2 separate regions of the Mus musculus genome follow, and region 1 is linked to region 2. Evidence: chromatin contacts called from public HiChIP or PLAC-seq data. All regions are on one chromosome and are shown on one strand. Each heading gives the region's core, a stretch centred on a gene start, on an enhancer-like site or on the middle of the called end of the contact. The rest is flanking DNA. Distances are from core to core; before and after follow the strand shown. Region 1 has its middle 160 kb from the start of Atp6ap1l. Region 2 holds the start of Vcan (versican).

Region 1 (5,048 bases), core at 490-2,989, 1.0 Mb before region 2:
TGCACATTGTTAGTGATTTCAACTGAGATGCCTTTCCTCCCCTCTGTGATGAACTCACTCTTGCATGTCCACTTTCTCCGTGTTCATGCTAGTGCTATATATCTATTTGTTGAAACTGTGACGGAAGACATATGGTTAGGACCCAACACCTCCAACCCATACACCAGTCACCTTTTAATGTTTCTAGGAGAGATAGTCAACAAACATGACACCAGATGCAATTTCTATATCTTGAACAAGAATTTTGTGCCAGGAAAACACTCTGGTTAGTGGTGCTGGAGTCCTAAGTAGCACCACATGGGGCTTAAGTGGATTCCTTTTGCCCCTCTAAGCTGAAGTCTTTCTTTGGTCAGTCTAGATTCCATCCTTATCTAGTTCTTTGGACAATGCAATTATCATTAAGAGAAGACATAGAAAATTGATTACAAACAGAGGTCTTTACTCAAGTCTTACACTACAGTTATGTTAAGTGGCCCAGTTCCTAAGAATAGTTTCCAGGGCAGAGTTGATAAGGTATTTGTGTTTAGAGGATGAGGACAGCCACCTCAGAACTTATTATGGAAACTTGTTAGAGTCAGTTGCTAAAGAGGCTTGACCTCTGATTGGTCAGGGCAGTTATTTAATGTTAGCTCTTCATACTTAGACAGATATCTTCCCCCTGATTTTGGAAAAAGGAAAAAAAAAAAAGCAACAAAACCCTTAAATCTTTCTACACAATCCAAAAGCAAATAATATTTCAGATTTTAAATACTTTAATAACTGGTAGAAGTTTGTTTCTGTAAAATTAAGTATTTTTCCATAAGCTTGAAATAAGGCTATCTTATCCTTGAAATTATAATTTGTTTTGGAAGGACACATGTGCATGTGTGGTCTCTCTCTCTCTCTCTCTCTCTCTCTCTCTCTCTCTCTCTCTCTCTCTCTCTCTCCTCTCTCCTCTCTCTCTCTGAATATCTATGAGACAGAGAAATATTTACACACACACACACACACACACACACACACACACACATATATATATATATATATATACTCAAACACTTTCAGGAAACGGAGGAGCCTGATTTAGGCACAGGTGACACAGGTTTGATATTTTGCCTGCCATGGAAGCTAGCGTAAGGTCCCCTCTTTGGCTCATATAAGACTCTGAAGTGTGTTGACAGTGTCTCAGGCTACTGCTATTGTAATTTGATTAAACTGAGATCTATGTTCTCAATGTGTACATGTCTTCAGTTTCTGTCATGGGCTTAGCTTTATCTTAGATGCATGACTAGATACAATCCTGAGAAAATGCTTCTCCCAAAGCCCAGCTCCTTAGGAAAGAGATATTCCTAGATAAAAATAAGACAGTCTGGGTATGCAGAAGAAATATTTTCCTTCTAAGATCAGTGAAGAGTTGGACCCTATGCTGCTGTATGGAAACTGGTCATGTGGAGAGGGCAGGAGCCAGACACAAATACCCAGTAAAGACCTCTGAGGTTCCATTTTGACCTCTGATCCCCTGGACCAGATTCCAGCAAGACTTTCTCTGTCATATACTTCTTTTAGCTCTTACTATCAGTAACTTCTTATAACAAGCTATTAAATAGTCTCTAGGGTCTGGGAAATCTGGCCTATGTTTCAGAGAGATTAACAGAAAAGGCAGCATTTTCCCTTCCCATCAGGAACTGGACTAGTGGCTGCAGGCCCTGTGAGGACAGCTGTGCTCACAGAAGACCTTGACATTAGGGTGTGGTTGGAAAGGTCAGCAGCACGTCTGAGCAGCAGGAGTTTCCAGTGGAGAAAGAGGGGAACTTTGCCAGGGCAGTAATGACTGCACATTCCTGGAAACTGCAGGTCTAGGTCTGGATTCCAGGAACTGGAATCACAGTAACTTATGTCAGAGTGATTTGGGAATAAGAAGGAAGCAACCTCACAGTCACAGGCTGGTAAGGCTCCATAAGAACACAACCCTCTTGATTTGAAATGTCCTCCTGAATGAAGGTCTCAGGCTAGCTTCTGTGAAGGAAGCCAGGCTCTTCTCTTTACTCTAGCTTCATGGAAGGAGGAAAGAAAGGAGAATTAAGTAGGGATGGAGTGTAACAGATGAGTTCATATATATATGATTTATTTACTGTAGCTATTTTTAGACACACCAGAAGAGGTCATCAGATCTCATTACAGATGGTTGTGAGTCACCATGTGATTGCTGGGAATCAAACTCAGGACCTCAGTGCTCTTCACCACTGACCCATCTCTCCAGCCCCCAAGTTCTGATATCTTATTAATACAGCTTAAGAGTGGGGATGTAGTTCATTTAGGACAGAGCTTGCTAGGTATGCACAGGTCCTGGATTGTATCTGTAACACTGCATAAATCAGCTAAACACATATGTAATTCCAGCATTTAGGGGTTGGGGACCTGGGCTAAAATGAGACCTGTCTCAAAGACAGATCACACATTCACACAAGAGAGCGACACACACATACACACAGAGAATGTCTACTTCAGAGCTTCTTCTTGGATGGCATAGATTAATGTTGAGCATTGTGGTCCTGGCCATCTAATTTTTCTCTATTACTCCTACTCTTGAATATGTCTGTTGGCATGGCCTAGTTTTACTAACTTTTGTCTTCTTTCAATCAGGGTTCTATACTCATCTGCCACCATGGACACAGTGTTGGAACTAGGAATTTGATAGGTTTACAATCTAAATGAAATCATGAAAAAACTTACTGCCTCTACAGTACAGCAAACCTTGGGCTGGGTATAGTGATGCTTACCTGGAATCTCAGCACTTGAGAGGCAGAAGCAGATAGATCTCTATGAGTTCAAGGCCAGCTTCTTCTACATAGTGAGTTCTAGGTTGTCTAGTTGTGAATGGTGAGATCTTGTTCCCAAAGAACAAACAAACATAAAGAACCAGACAAATACAAATTTTCAAAATAAATGAATAGTTCTTGAATTAGGAGTTCACAAGCCTACACACACACACACACACACACACACACACACACACACACACACACACACACTCATGTCTTATGTGCTAAAAATTGTTATATGAAGTGAATGTGGCCTCCCAAACTGAAAGTTCATGAAGTCTTTGAGGGACTTTATATAGAAGGGAGTGGCTGAGGATGTGGCTCAGTTAGTAGAGTGTACCTACTATGCACACGTGAAATACTGTGTTTAGTCCCAATCACTGCATGAACTGGGAATGGTGGCCTACTCATGGAATCCCAGTGCTTTGTAGGTTGTGGTAGGAGGATCAGACATTCAAGGTCATTTTTGGATACATAGTGAGTTTTAGAGTTTTAGACTACATGAAACCCATATAACCCATATATGTGTATATGTAATGTATATGCATATGCACACATACATATACTCACATATATACATATATGCATATATTTGTATACACATATTTATATACATATATATACACACATTTATCATTTGTGTGTGTGTATGTGTGTGGTTAGTTAGTTATACAGTTTGATTTCTCTGGCTATCTAATTCTTAAATGAAATTCTTTTCCTCATTGTCATGTTTCTCCCTCCTCAGTGGGAACTACACACTTCAGCTAGATAACTGGGATATCACCTAGAAGAAAAGCATAATAACGATCCAATGAAAACAGCAATGATTTCCTTCTCAAGACCGAGATCCTAGTCCCAAAGCTCTTGTGCTGTGAGATGTTGACTTGGAGCACATGCATCTGGCCTGGGGTGAGGCAGGTGCTCTGTTGACAGGAACGTGACTCAGGCTGGGGAGGAAAGTGGGATTCTTGCATGGCTAATTTCTTCTAGCCATTCCCTTGTGTGCAGGCTCCATTTCCAACCTGCACCTGCACTATCCATGCATCCAGAGCCAGGCTCTCCTGGGATGGAGAGCTGCCAATCACTGCTCTGGGAGGATGGGCTTTGCCTGAAGCCAAGAAGGCACATTTCCTTTCTTGATCACTGAACAGCTGATTTTAATCTAATTCTAATCTGATTCTAATCATTGCAGGGAGATTTTCCCAGTTAGAAGCAACAATCCGTTATCATCATTCTGTCTGTGGTAGATATTTTAGATGTTTCAAATATGCAAAACACACAGGCCTGCAAAAGTTTGGGTTTCTGGTTAATGTGCCAATCTCGCCATTCCCAGGCAGAGTGGGTGGGGCTGCAGGGCTCCCTCCTTCTAACACCATATCCTTTAAGCACTTTGCAGAATTGAGTCCAATGTACAAGAAGATGCAAAGTGTGAAATATCCACCATGGGCCAGGCCAAGCAGGATGGAAGTTTCCAATAGTGGATTTGTAAGGCCAATAAACTTAGTTTAAACCACAAGAACCATTAGGAATCTCAAAATGCACCTGGCATTGTGTCAACTCATCTCATATGCTGGTGCCAAAGATGGATTGTGATCCTCCTGGAAGGTCTTCCTTCAGCCATGGCCTGAATTTATTGCTTACCTCTGTGAAAGGGACAAAATGCTTCTAGGAATGAAGCTTCTAGGATTAGAATGAGATTTCAGGAGATGTAGATTAGAAACATTAATTAGTTGAAAGACAGGGAAAGTTGAGTTCTTTGTATATAAACTTTTTATGTATAAAAATGGTAAAGATACAAACTCCCAGAGACTGCAGCAGCATGCTCAAGCTTGCATACATTTAAGTCAGGTGGGACTCCCAGCTTTTCCCACTGAGTGGAAAAAGTCAATGTGGGGTCCCACACTTAATCAACAAGATACCTGATAATACTCCCTGGAAAAATTAAAAACCATGTTTCTCTAATGGAGCATCATTGGGTATATCAACCACATTCGAGGGCAGACCCCATGCCCAGAAGTAGCTGGCCAACACATACACACACACACACACACACACACACCCCACACACACACATACACACAGTGACTTTAAGAAAAATTTAATGTGGGCTTTTTGGTTTGTTTTCTTTTGTTATGACAGTTTTTGGTCTTTTGACTGTTCTAGTTTTGTTTTTTTGTTTGTTTCTTGTGACTGATTTGGGGCTTTTTTAAAAGAAAGAGAAAGTTGGGTAGGTAAGGAGTTGGGAAT
Region 2 (5,003 bases), core at 206-2,705:
CAATCGTCGCATAAAGGTTAAATAAGTCACTGTAAGCCAAACTGATTTCGAAATGGCCCGTAGTACAGTTAAGTCACTCACTACAGTGAGTGTAAGTAAAAGGACACATGAAATACACACCGGGGGATGAAATTGTACTGATAATCCTACCACATGTTTATCACTTAAGATCTATGATCATATTGAATCTACAAACCTTAGAAAAGGAGCCCACATGCAGAAGGGTCTAGGTTACAACTTTAGAACTGTGGTTGGCAGCCAATCTAATTAAAGAAATCCAGGGTAAAGACAAACTCTCTGCGTTAATCACTACCGTTTCTGAAGCCCTGTGTTTGATGTCATTCTCTAAGCAAAACATTCAGAGTCAATAATTACAAGGATATTTCCATATTGGTGTAGGAGGAAAAGTTTGTAATTGTTTCAGTACCCTGAGAGTTACTTCGACATGTCTTGCGAACTTATTTTGTCCTCTCTCTAGAAACTCATACTAGACTTCAACGTAACGGAAAATTCAAAGTCGCCCTTTTGTGAGGGTCAGAAATCCTTTGTATTAACTGTTTGACCCTTTGCTCTTTAAGGTCCTAATGGAGTCTTTTGTGATTCAGTGAAGGGTGTGCTTCTCTATATTGATGTTGTTTACATCGATGGATAAGCCTGAGTAGGGGAAAAAAAAAATTGCGAACGTGAAAGATTCCATTTCCAGACAACATGGAAAGACTGGTAAGTCAAAGAAATCTGAGTTAGGCAGAAAATTCTGCAAGATATCCTGTGAAAGACAGAGGTATGGAAGAAGGAAGGAAGCGAAATACATTTAAGGAAAGACGCGGATTTGTGTCAGAGAAAGGATTCTCTTTGAATGGGACAAGGGATTGCTTGGGGGGATTTCCTGTCCAACCCTTTATTGCCAGGGTCTTTGTGTAGGGCCTGATGCCGCGGGCTCCCCATTGGGCAGTTCCCTAGGGAGAGCAGTCACGAAAAGCTTTTGCGTCTCCCTGGGGCTTGGGATCTCACTTTCTCAGTATCTCTTTCAGGTTGGCAGGAGCATTGAGCCTGACACCTCTTCTGATGGGACGAGCAAGCTCCGTGGTCGCATTAAACACATTATACGCAAGTTCTTGGCTGATGTTATAGAGTCCCGTCCGCTCCTAAGGACTGACCATACTTAATTGCTCTGTGCTTGCTGGCCGCAGCAGAGCCTGGGGACTCCTTTCCCCTAATTCAGAAGTAGCAGCCCAGGGCGGGGAAGAGGGGGTGGGGTGGGGATGGGTGGGAAGGCAGTTGTTTGAGACTGCACAGCGAGGTGGTACCGAGTCGTTGAATGAGGAGCACGGATTCCCCCCACCCCCAGCCGATTGGTACTTCTCATCAGGAAGAAACGCTGAGAGGTGGGAGTGCCTGGCCAGGGAGGCAGGCGGTCCCTACCGCAGGCTGAGGGAGCTCCTTTCCGCCCCTCCGCCTGTTTCCAAGCTTGGGCTCTTTGGAGTGACTGAGCTACGGAGCTCTTCAGGAGCCTGTGAATGAACCCTCCTCCTCCTCTCCCTCCTCCTTCTCGCTGAGTCTCCTCCTCGGCTCTGACGGTACAGTGATATAATGACGGTGGGTGTCACAACCCGCATTTGAACTTGCAGGCGAGCTGCCCCGAGCCTTTCTGGGCGAAGAACTCAAGGAGCGCGGGCGCAGCAGCTGTGAGCATTAGGTGCTGTGGCCAAGCGCTGGGACAAGGATCTGCCGCTACCAGCGCATCCTCTCTCCTCTCCAGCTCTGTCCCGCACTCGCTGCACCCTTCCCCAGGCCACCGCGCTTCCTATGTGATCTTCCGGGGCAACGCGGAGCCCTTTCTCACAGCTCAGCAGTGAATTTCCACCCCGAAAACTGCAGTAAGCCGCCTTTCAAGGTAATCACTTTTCTTTTGTTCCCCCATTTAAAAGAAAGAGGGAAAACTTGTTGGGAAAAGAAAACCGTCCAGCTTAGTAGGGGGAAAGACTCACATTGTAATTGGAAGAGGGCTTTAATTAAAGCCAAGAGGACTAGCTGTAAGGCGAAGTTAGAAAAATGTGCGCACTTTCAAACATGAAGGTAACTTGTTAAAGAGATGAATTCAGATAGACCTTGGTGCTGAAAAAGAGCTAGACAAAAGAAGTCCGGGGTGGGGTAGAGGAAAAGGACAAACCGAATAGGGGGAAGGGATTTTGTAGCGAAATCCTAGAAAAGTCCTGCTATCTTGAGTTGGAGGAATGGAATGGACTCCTCACACCTTGATTTTGTTCTCTTTAAAGTGGTCGAGGCAAAAGTTTGAATGGAGAGTCCCCAAACTTGCCCAAATGCAAGCCCCTGAAACCACCTTAGGGCAGACCACCTGGTTTCCTGGCTCCGTGTGTGTGGTCAGTATCTTTGGTTCCTGGAAAGTCACCTCTGGGCAGCTCCTGACAAGGCAGCAGGATACTTTAGCGGCCCAGGACCTGCACGGACATGACCCTTTCCCCCAACCCCTCAGGCAATGTGGGAGGCTATCTGGCAGGGGTTGGGTAGGGTCCTGGGGCTGCTTTTCTTTGATGACTTGAGGGCTGTCAAAGCTCTCTCACGTTGCCCCTGTGTTCTTTTGTCCTGCGCGTGGTGCTCCCGAGCCAGCCGGGAAGGCGCATTGGATGGGGGTGGGGTTGTTGGAACACCGTAGAGGTCTGGGAGGCTCCTGGGCGGGAAAGCTTTCCCTGAACTGGAGGGGTGTGCAGTATCTCCCCCCTCGCTCTGGAAAACGAAATGAAGGCTTGTCCCCCAATCTTTACTAGCAAACCAGGACCCATAGATTCTCCAGACAAAGGTGGCGTGGAGACTCGAGTTGGGGACCAATTGGTGCAGTCTTCTCGCCTGGATTACAGCAGTCCTCTGTTCCCTTCTGTATCTTCATCCGCTCCCATTTCTCCACTTGAGTTGAGCAACTTTACGGGCTGGTGGAGTGGTTGTGGAGAGTGCGTGCCGGGTTTCCCCGGGGACGCCCTGGCTGAGAAAGTCCTACTGCCCTGAGTAGGCGTGGGCATTGCAGAGACTTCTCTAGTGCCTGCAGACCCGGGACATCCCGGTTGTCTCGGTTTGTTCTCGGTGTCAATGGGCGTGGACTGCTCAGAGGGGTTAGACAGAAGAAATAGTGGTAAGAAAATAATGTCATAGCCTAAACTATTTGCTCTCGGATCCAACTACGTTCGCCTCCGCATGTCCTACGTGTTCTCGGGATCCCGAGGAAAGGGAAAGAAATCTCCCCCGAGGCTGCAGGGCAATACTGCCTCAAGTACACCCACAGTGGAGACTCGCTATCTGTGTTCCCTCATCTTTGTGTCTCTTTCTCAGTCTCCATCTTCTCTGTCTTCTCTTTCCCCTTTCTACCTCCTCTGCGCTTTTGCGTCCCCTCCCCCACGGCTCACAAATGAATGGCTAGTGTGAAGTCCCTTCCGTCTCTGTCCAAGGAGGCAGGCCCAGAGGGAGGAGCAAGGGCGGGGGGTGGGGGGGGGCGGAGGCGGTGCGCTCCTTAAGATCTGCTTGCAGTTGGGTGTTTCGGACTAGCAGAACCCAGATGTCTAGGAATAGGGAGTTTTGTAGTAGGCGTGGGCTCCCCCTGATGGAAGAATTCAGCACAAGCGGAAAATAGGGCCAGAAAACCACTTTCATATCCTTTGGTTCAAAGAGAAGACCCAGTTCTCCTTTAATAGTCAGTTTTCCACTTCAGAATCTGGAAAGTGAGTCTTTGGGGTTTGGAGGAGACAAAAAGAAGGGAATTTGGTCTTCCCCAAAACACGGGCTCCTTTTCTTTCATCCGCGTGGCTTCCCGCGGCGCTCTGGGAGGCGCCTGCAGCTGGGCGGACTCACAACGCTGGTGACAGAGTCAGGTTTGTAGTTTCCTGACGTGCAATTTACTCATCATTAAGAAAAGTAATAAAGGCACTTGCTTTGGCAAATTTCGCTAAGGTCCTTGGTCACAATGCTAGGACTCTGTTCCAGGCTATTGTAAAAGAACCCCCCCTCCCCCCACTCCTCATCCCAAACTTAACTTTCTCAACATCAGGACAGGCGTTGCACATGGAAACTGGGAAGAAGGCGGGCGCCTAGAGGCAGAGGAAAAGAGTTTTTCCACTGGGAAAGAGTGGGACAATGGAGGGTCGGCGGATAAAGAAAAAAGAAAACGAAACAGATGGATGCAATAGCCAGGAGCCGGAAGAACTCGTTTCGAAATTTTGTTCTCACTTTCGTGTCTGTTATGCGGAAAACGATAATGATAGCGAGCGCATCCTTGCCTGGTGCTGGCCTGGGAAGCAGCTACAGAAACAGAGGTGGTCCGGCCCCGCCTACAGCGGAGAGGGGCTAGCCTCCCCAGCCCCTAAACTCACCCTGGTTTGGAGGAGGGGCCCGGCTAGGCACTCCCTTCAGCGCCGGGGGGTTCGCTATTCGCCACGTGGGCTGGAGCTTCAGCTCAGTGCGCGAGACGGGTGTGACTTCCTGGGCTCCCAGACAGCTGCACAGCTGCTCGGGCGAGTCGCTTAGCCTAGGTCTCCAGCGGCTGCGGCCAACTGGGGCGGGGCTGGGCTGAACCCGGGTGGGGCCTCGGCTGGCGTGTCTCCTGAGCTCCAAAGGCTAGCTGAAGCTGGAGCGGATCCAACTTCTATTAAGATGGCACCAAAGACTCAAGTTAAAAGCCGTTAAAATACTGTTTTCTCTTGCTTTTTTGGGGAAGTGATATGCAAGTACAGGGTTTTTGCTTTAAAAGGAGGAAAAGTGATGATTTATTCTAAGTCAAATCTTGGCATGAAAATGAGACAAATTTGCGATTGCTCCATGCATTCGTTTTGAAATACATTTACATTCCTAAAGACCACATTTAGCCAGAGACAAAATTAATTCTGCTGTAATTGAGTATCAACCAGGATCATTAGAGTGGGCAGGAAAGGGCAGGGGGTAGGTGTCTAGCACAAGTTGACCAAATGGCTGATAAAGAGCTGGGTTGGCAGCTGCAGCGT

Evidence for each region. HiChIP or PLAC-seq counts read pairs in DNA pulled down with a chosen protein or histone mark.
Region 1: a contact with region 2 is called in an H3K27ac HiChIP or PLAC-seq map of cardiomyocytes, with 11 times the contacts expected there. The contact joins the enhancer-like site here to the promoter of Vcan in region 2. A contact is called at or near these places in 10 of 39 promoter capture datasets (the 3T3-L1 cell line, 3T3-L1-derived adipocytes, the C10 cell line and 6 more), 1 of 484 Hi-C or Micro-C datasets (uterus), 13 of 115 datasets of contacts at active chromatin or transcription factors (the NIH/3T3 cell line, astrocytes, cardiomyocytes and 10 more) and 3 of 9 other capture datasets (adipose tissue, embryonic stem cells and liver).

The regions. Positions count from the first base shown.
Region 1 is chr13:90,741,977-90,747,024 of GRCm38.p6, reverse strand. No RefSeq gene overlaps it. Among named protein-coding and RNA genes, the nearest start is that of Atp6ap1l, 160 kb to the left of the region's middle. Within about 2 kb of position 1,739, at least 24 of the 459 cell types and tissues checked have an H3K27ac peak or open chromatin away from gene starts, as enhancers often do.
Region 2 is chr13:89,738,964-89,743,966 of GRCm38.p6, reverse strand. Vcan (versican) reads left to right here and starts at 1,455. Exons shown (of 15, transcript NM_001081249.1): 1 at 1,455-1,894. Gm4117 (a long non-coding RNA gene) reads right to left here. Exons shown (of 2, transcript XR_003950663.1): 1 at 4,377-5,003.